Regions from separate parts of the Bos taurus genome. Here region 1 is linked to region 2. A link is a contact called in public Hi-C data. All regions are on one chromosome and are shown on one strand. The core of a region is the stretch at or near the end of the contact, and the rest is flanking DNA. Distances in the headings are between cores, read along the strand shown. Region 1 overlaps COA1 (cytochrome c oxidase assembly factor 1). Region 2 holds the start of COA1 (cytochrome c oxidase assembly factor 1).

Evidence for each region. Hi-C and Micro-C count contacts between places; a contact is called where the count stands out from the background.
Region 1: a Hi-C map of liver shows a contact between it and region 2, with 1.5 times the contacts expected there. The contact joins the enhancer-like site here to the promoter of COA1 in region 2. A contact is called at or near these places in 2 of 11 Hi-C or Micro-C datasets (liver and an unstated tissue).

What each region holds. Positions count from the first base shown.
Region 1 is chr4:77,459,388-77,463,825 of ARS-UCD2.0, reverse strand. It overlaps COA1 (cytochrome c oxidase assembly factor 1), which reads right to left. Exons shown (of 6, transcript NM_001034256.2): 3 at 3,180-3,279; 4 at 1,010-1,158. The coding sequence starts at 3,264. Among named protein-coding and RNA genes, the nearest start is that of STK17A, 53 kb to the left of the region's middle. Within about 2 kb of position 3,100, at least 57 of the 102 cell types and tissues checked have an H3K27ac peak or open chromatin away from gene starts, as enhancers often do. A contact at or near this core is called in liver, where this site is marked.
Region 2 is chr4:77,368,552-77,372,758 of ARS-UCD2.0, reverse strand. It overlaps COA1 (cytochrome c oxidase assembly factor 1), which reads right to left and starts at 1,495. Exons shown (of 6, transcript NM_001034256.2): 1 at 1,441-1,495.

The sequences.
Region 1 (4,438 bases), core at 1,851-4,350, 89 kb before region 2:
CTAGAGCTGGGAAAAGATAAAAATCAACAAACCTCTAGCCAGACTCAAGAAAAAAGGAGTAGACCCGAATGAGAAATGAAAGAGGAAGAGCCACAACTCTTAGTACAGACAGATACAGACTCATAGGAGAAGACCAACGAACTGGACTAATCCAATATAAAACCAACTAGACAGCAATTAGAAGTTTTTTTAAACCACTATTTTTAGCAGAATACTTGAGCACAAATTGCTTTTGTAGTTAGGGGGAGAATTCCAATAAAACTGTTCCTGTTAAAGTTAATAAAACAACAAGAACAAAAATAAACTAGGTCAGATCAGCTCACTCTTATCCTCCAAATATTCCAGGCCTTCAGCTCGTCGCAGAATCAAGCGCACACCTCCCAAGATGACGTCACAGCCCTTTCACTGCCTCACTCAGCCCATTCTCCCAGCCACACCTCCTGAGAACACACTGGCAGAAGGAACCACAGCCATAAACTATAAACTCCCTCAAAGTCTTCTCTGTATTCCCCAAACAACTTAGAATCATTCCTCTAACAGACAGAAGGAAAAAAATGCTTTTTATATTCAGCTGAGTTTTATCAGTTTAACTATATAAAAGTGAGATACAGCTGAAAAAATGGACTGGCATTGCATGGAAGCTTTTACATTTAAAACTAGAGTTTAAAGAGTTTTTAGATTTGAATGAGCACCAATTAGCTGTAGGTATATTTCAAGTTCAAAACTGAAATACTGGCAAACCACCACTGATCATTGCTCGAGAACCTTCAGTTCCAGATGGTGACCTGAGCACAAACAGGTCTTCCTTGCCACGTCAATTCCCCGGAAAGGGAGAACACTTGTGTGGAAGTTAATTAGCCCACAGTGCTTTTTTTAAAGGTGCTAAGTAGTGGATTTTCCCATCTCGCACCTTTTCCTCCAGCTTGTTCCAAGACCCTTTCCAGATTACAGCAGCCCCTCCTCAACCCGGTAGGCACCCAGCCTACAGTTCGCAGGGGGAGCAAGTTACCTTTGCATCAGCGATGTCCACGAAGTTGTACTTGTCGGTGAGCCGGAGGTAGTGAACGTTGAGAGGAGTGCCCAGAGCTTCCAGTGCCTCAGGGTGGCTGTGCAGCTGCTCCAGGGCCAGCTGGTAATAAGAAGCTCTGGAAAACGTTTCTAAGTGGAAAACAGAGAGGGTACATGTATTTCCTTTACTGAACTTGTAGAAAGTTAAATGACACAATTCATGTACAGCATGGAAAATAGGAACAAACATGAAATCAACAGGTGGAACTATTATTAAGGTCTATCTAACCCGTCCATTTTAGAGACACTAAAACATAGGAAGTCAGCATCTGCAGGGGTGTGGCAGGTGACCTTGAGCAAAGTATTTGATCCTTCTGTGTCAACTTCATTTCTTATTTCCTCACCTCATTCACTGCCTCCCTTCTTCACGTAAGGCGTCTGCTCAGACCTTCTTCACGTAAGGCGTCTGCTCAGACCTTCTTTAACTTTCTTTCTATTTCTATGTCCTGTGATATCTGAAGCAGAGTTGGGGCCAGAATCTAACTTGACTTCTGAACATTACTCCTTCTACTAAGAGGAAGGTCCTGATAAACCAGCAAAATATAGAGAGACTGCACCACCAAAAACAAAACCCTTAGGCCAAGTAATAGGACATGAAAATGCTAACTTGTCAAGTTTACAGATTTATGCCAACATTTCATGTAGATAAACTGCTCTCAGCCTCAGGTATCCTTGGTCCAAAGACTACTGGTAACTCCAGGAAGCACTTCCCTGAAAGCATCAGGTACGACAAGCCTCCCCAGGGAGAGACCAAAGGAAGCTAAGCTTCTCAAGTATGGTTGTCAGGTGGCAACAAGAAAGACTTGTAGGCCAAATCACAGTAATGGACGGGAAAGGCAGCTTGAGCCTGGAGAGGTCAAGGAGAATGCCCTTCCAGGATGGCCTCCCAGGAGAGGGCTGCAGGCGTGAACGAGGTCGCAGCCATGACAAACGGAGCAGAGGCGGCATCCAGACCACCTTCCCTGAGCAATTCCTCCGTATCCCACAAGTTGTGAGACTGATTTAATTTTTACAACAACCTCACACGGAGGCCCTAAATATTACCCCTCATCACATAGATAACTCAGGCCCAGGAAGAAAACAGACTCCCCCATAAGATCACACAGCTAGGCCAGAGCTGGGAGTTGTGATTCAACCCAGGCAGTTGGTCGCAGAGCCCACTGGACTATCACTATCAGCTGACCCCAGCTCCCTCAGAAGGAAAAGCTGCCAGGCCCTCAACCTGAAAATGTATTCATTCCTGTCACATTCTGCCTCCGTTGCTCTGGCAGAGGGGCAGTGGTGCTGAGCTATTCCAGTCTGAATTATCCCTGGGAATGCTCATCTCTGGCCAACTCTAGACCCAGAGACCTCTGGGTCAGCCCTGAAGGAAGGTGGGGAAGAACGGGTGGAGGGGGCTGAGGCTATCTGCCTGGCTGTGAGTGATGCTCACGTCAGGGCAGGAAGTAACAGGGTGAGGAGCCAAGCCGGGCAGGCATAAAAGATCTTCAAAGAAAGTCAGTCTTTCTGCTGCTGCTTCGCAACCAGTAGCACTGAAATGCCCTTAAATGTCTCAGCTGCTCCCAATGATCGTGGTCTATCTTTACAAATTCAAATTTAGGTGCAATGGGGCTGAAAGCCGCATCTGTCAGGATTTTGCCAGCCTGGACTCTGCTTTTATCTTCTGCTCCTGCCCCAGTCCCCAGCTCAAGGTGTCCCGCCTGCCACTAACTGAACAGCAGAGAATGGCAGGGTGAACAGGCTGAGGACACTGGAGAAAGCCACACCTGGGAACCATCTGGTAGCCCCCTTTCCTTTGTTCTTTACATAATCTCAGAAATCTTGATGGATCCCCTGTGTGTGCACAGGGGTGAAAGCCCATCTTGCTTTTTCAAGGCTTCTTACGCAAATGAGTCCTGTTCCTTTTATTTGTTCTTGTGGCTCCTGGGAAAACTGGGATTACAGGATGAGAAGGAAGCTATAGCCAATGGAATGGTATACTGGCTGCTCAAAATAGCCCTTTCCGTCTGTCTCTAATCTGCTGAAAGCATCTGAAGTATTTCCTTTGATGGAGGAAAGGGCCAAGAGAACTAGGAGGCGGCCTTGCCGTGGGCGCTTCACCGGATACTTACTCTGGACCAGGTAGTACAGGATGGCGCAGCTCCCACTAGCTGCCACTCCGGCGAAAAAGACCTGTTTCCCCAGAGGCATTGACATCCTGCTTCCTAGAGACTTAGGAACAAAAGATGTGAATTTATGGTGAGATTCAGGTTCGTGCCAAGGGTTCTGCCTGGACTGGGCCCCATGGGGAAGGGAAAGCTACGGAGGAAGCCAGCAAGGAGGCAAGGCCGCCTTCCCTTTCAGAAGGCCAGGGCCAGTTCTGGAGTCCAAGTGAAAGTGCCCTCCGGAGGGTGGCCTGCATCCAGGACCGGGGCCACAGGGGCAAGGGCTGAGCACAGAGCAGGCATTCAGCCCTGCCGTCCTGATGGACAGAATGTGGCCCACGTGCCAAGTCCCACACAGCCAGGAAGCACAACCACTTTGTCTCACGCCGGCTGGTAAACAGGAAGCTTCTCCCTTTGTGGCAATAGCTGGTCTTGTAAGCCTACAAGCGGGCCTGAGCAGTCACTGGCTGCTTTCTTTCATATTTTGAGAAATGGCCCACCCCCTGGATAAGGAAACTGGCCATGACTTTCGGGCTGAATGAAGAGATGGAGAGGAGCCAGCTCAGCAAGTTCAGTGCACCAAACCCACTGCACTGGACTCAGATCAGCGAGTGTCCGAGTGTCTCTGCTAACCAACCTGAGTCAAGATGAACACATTCCCACTGTCTGCTCCTCCACTTTCTAGGCGATGGAGAGTAAGAACAGCTGCCTGCCTATCATTTCTGCAACCTGAAGGTAAATGAATCCTGAAGGTTCAGAAGAAGGCCTGTTGGAGGAAGTTCCTCATGTAGATACTCTTTCTGGGAAATGGTCATTGAACACACCCTCTGACAAGGCTAAAGTTGACCAGTTCTACACAGAAATATCAAACTCAGGGTTTAGATAAATCGAATTAAAAAAAGTTTCAGATCATCCCTATATTGTTTACTCATATACTGTTTTGTTCAACTAAGGAAAGGGTACCAAAACTCCAAATCAGTGTCCTCCAATGCCGTGGGAGTCTCGGCTGTGCTCTCTGGTAGGTAAGGATATTTCTCAAAGTGGAGGGTAAACTCAATTACAGTAGTGTGATCTGGGAAAAAAACATTTAGTCTCAGGATGAAAACAGGCAGAGCATCTCCAAAGAATGCATTAGTCAGATCTTGCTTAACGTGAAGGAGAGCTCAACAGGGTGTGGCAGTGAGCAGGAGTCATGCACAGCTTCCTACACGGCTATCGTTTCTCAA
Region 2 (4,207 bases), core at 246-2,745:
CGTTCATAGCAGCATTATTTAGGATAACCAAAACAACTGAAATACCCATCAACAGGACCAATGGATAAGTAACTGGTGGTTTATCCACACAGTGAAACAATATTTAGCAATAAAAAGAAATGAAGTGCTGATACACTTCAACATGTTAAGCGAAAGAAGACCACATGGTTTATTATTTATCAGCCTATTCTAGAATTGTCCAGAATTGACAAATATATTTATATATTCAGCAGATTAGTAGTTCCTTAGAGCTACAAGTGGGGTAGGGTAAGAAGGAACTCAAGGGAGACTGCTAATGGGTACAAGGTTTCTTTCAGGGGCGATGAAAATGTTTTAAAACCGTGGTTGTCAGTTGTACAACTTTGTGAATGCACTAAAAAGCAATGTGTATTTAAAAATTCCATGGTGTGTGAACTATATTTCAATCAAGCTGTTATTTTTCAAAAGGACTGCAGGTTGGGCTTTTTCTCCCCAATTTTAACTCCATTTTCCCCCCAGTTCCTAAAACAGTGTCTGGCAATAACCATGAAATCACTAAATTCTGACTGAATGGAAAAGTAAATTTCTAAACGTGGGTAAACCATTATAAAACACTATCATAGCCAAAGAGATGAAATTACTGCAGGATGGCATGACAGGGACATACAGCACGTATGTGTTCGTGTGTTTCCCATGAAAGGAGATGAGACTGAAAAATTCATCATAAACAAGACTTTGAAGTGTCTTCAATCCACCCAAAGGAATTTGTACTATCCTGAATCAATGGGAAGGCCAGTAAGGTTTTAAGTAGAGGATTAACAGTCAGATCTGTGTTTTAAATGTGTAAGTTCAAGTAGAGAGTTGTTTATGTCCAAAGGTGAAGGACAGCAATGCCCCTCAGGTGAGAATAAAGAGGAATGAGGGGAAGAGACCAGGAAAAGTAGCAAAATATAATACTTGTGGATTTTCTAAATTACAGCCCTTTCCACACACGCACAGACTGACAAACATGCATACGCACGCTTATACAAACACCCAAAAATCACTTAAACGCTGAAAATCACTTCTACGGTCAGCCCCCTTATGGAGCTCAGCTGTGATGGAGACGAATTATCATGACCACCGAGCCAGAGTATTCTTTTACACAATCATCTAGGCAGGGCCTCTCTCAAACTGTTGTAACCTGGGAACACCGACAAAGTGCACAGTTCCACCTCATCACAAATGTGCTCCTGGAAATGCTCACCAAGGACCACGAGGCAAGGTCAAGATTAGCCCACCACGGGTCCCCCAATTACGCAGCTCCAGGAGGTCGCGACCCAGCAACAACAAGGAGGTGGCCCCTGACGTGCTGCCCTAGAAACAGTTCGCCCCTCGCGCAAAAGCGGTCTCCAGAACGACGGGAACAGATGCTTTTGGAGTAGGACTGACCCGACTCTTTTCTCCCGCGTGGACGTTAACCTGTCAGGCGTAGAAACACCTAGCCACAGAGAGCGCGACAGGCCCTTCCGGAAGTGGAGCGTGTGGGGGTGGGTGGGGCAAACGCCGGCGGGTGGACACGCCCCGCGAGGAGCAGTCGAGACTTCCGACGTCACCTCCTCTAGGGGCTAGAGCAGTCAGGACGCACTAGAGCAGTTGAATGATTGCAAAATCACGGCGCTAAAGCGGCGGTATCTCAGGCTGAAATTGGTTCGGCTGCCCGGCTTCTCAGAAGCTTGTCGAGCGCGAGAAGGGCATTTGTCTTCTCAAATCTCAGCTTTTTGTTTTGTGCACACCATTAGGCCCCAACATACTGTCAATCCATCAGCGGTTGCCTAGAAAATTTAAAACCACTGGTTCCTATTGCTCCTCGCAGGGATCTGGCGCTTCAATTGACCTCCAAGGATGCGAAACCACGGGCCATCAGCCCCGCTCTGGCACTGAAGTCCATCTTGCCGATTCGACTGAGGAACTTAACGCTAATTTTTTTATTCATTAAATATTTATTAAATTCTTACTGTGCTCCAGGGAATGGATTGTTAAGAAAAAATGTAATGGTCTCGGTTCTCATGGAGTTTAGTAGCAAAGTGCATTGGTACTGCTGCTACTGCTAAGTCACTTCAGTCGTGTCCGATTCTGTGTGACCCCATAGAAGTCGGCCCACCAGGCTCCCCCATCCCTGGGATTCTCCAGGCAAGAACATTGGAGTGGGTTGCCATTTCCTTCTCCAATGCATGAAAGTGAAAAGTGAAAGTGAAGTCGCTCAGTCGTGTCCGACCCTCGGTGACCCCATGGACTGCAGCCTACCAGGCTCCTCCGTCCATGGGATTTTCCAGGCAGGAGTACTGGAGTGGGGTGCCATTGCCTTCTCCAGCATTAGTACTAGTAATTACTTAGTAAACCTATCAGACTCGTCTGGCAGTATGTAAGTGTTCAATAAATGCTAGTTATTATTATTTTCATCTTGATTATTTCATTGTCATCATCGCTACTATTAACGTCATCCTTTAATGACAAGTTTGAAGTTCAAGTGTTACCTACCACCCAGGCCCTTGGATTCTTTAATCAAAAGAAACTGATAAAGGCCAGAGAGAAACAGAGCAGACCATACGGAAAAGAGAATTAGTAAAGCTCAAAGACAGAAACCTAGAAATGATACAAGTAGAAGAGAAAATTAATATTAAAAAGAAAGAAGAAAAAAATGGGGACATTTTGACACAGCTACTTTGAGAAAACAATTGAGCAGGCCATTACATCTTATCATAAAAGTTAAGTGTAAACTAGACAATATTTACCTCAAAGACTAATAAAATTAGCATTAGGTAGGTTGGAATGAATGTCTTTTCTTCCTTATCTTACATACTGTCATCATGAAACTGAGTCCTGACTAGTTTGTTTACAAGAAATTTTACAGTAAAACTTTCAGTTTTAAACCTGGAAAAGTTCTTTGTAATCTTTACCAAAACATCATCTTTAATCCAAAGTCTATGCTTCCTCTATATGTTTTTTAACGGGGAATTGCATGGATCTACTATAGTTTTATATATAAAACTTATATCTGTTATAAAAAATTGTACCTGCTCAAATATGTTGGTTGTTGAAAATGGGGACATTTTATAATGATAACGAGGTTAGATCATCAAGAAAATTTAACAATTCTAAACTTGTATGCTTTTGAGCTATGGTGTTGGAGAAGACTCTTGAGAGTCCCTTGGACTGCAAGGAGATCCAACCAGTCCATCCTGAAGGAAATCAGTCCTGAATATTCATTGGAAGGACTGATGTTGAAGCTGAAACTCCAATACTTTGGCCACCTGATGAGAAGAACTGACCCATTGGAAAAGACCCTAGCACTGGGAAAGATTGAAGGCAGGAGGAGAAGGGGACGACAGAGGATGAGATGGCAGGATGGCATCCAGATGGCATCACCGACTCAATGGACATAAGTTTGGGTAGGCTCTAGGAGTTGGTGATGGACAGGGAGGCCTGGCCTGCTGCAGTCCATGGGGTCACAAAGAGTCAGACACGACTGAGCAACTGAACTGAACTGAAACATGTATGCAACATATATCAGAGGTTTGATATATGTGAAATAAAAACTCCAAGGAGAATTAGAAAAATCAACAACTACAGTGAGTGATTATAACATTCATCTCTCAGTGATCAGAATTAGATAAAAACCTCGATAATAGATCCATGCAATTTCCCATTTAAAAAAATATATAGAAGACTAGAAAAAGATTATCAACCAACTTGCCCAATTTATAGAACACTTGACCTATTTATCAACCACCTTGACCTAATATCTCCTAGAACACTGCACTCAATAACTATAGAATACATATTTTTTTAAATGTCTATGCTTTGTTCACCAAGATAAACCATATGCTAGTTTATAAAACAAATTCAATAAATTTTAAAAGACTGAAATCAGGCTTTATACTTTCTAATAATAATGAAATTAAGTTAGAAATAAGTAACAGGAAAATATTTGAAAAATCCCTAAATAGTTGGAGATATTTACGGGACAATGTAGAACTTTAAATACTTGTTTTCAAAGAGAAGAAAGGTGAAAATCTGAGTTTCCACCTTAAAAAGCTAGAAAAAGTGATCAGCATCATGGCATTATGAGATGCCTCTCCTTTGATCTACAACCAGAAAACATCCATAACTGAACAGAGGTGTCCCTGCCCAACACATCAGGCTGGCCAGAGAATGCCACACACTCATACACTTAAAGGTGGGTAGA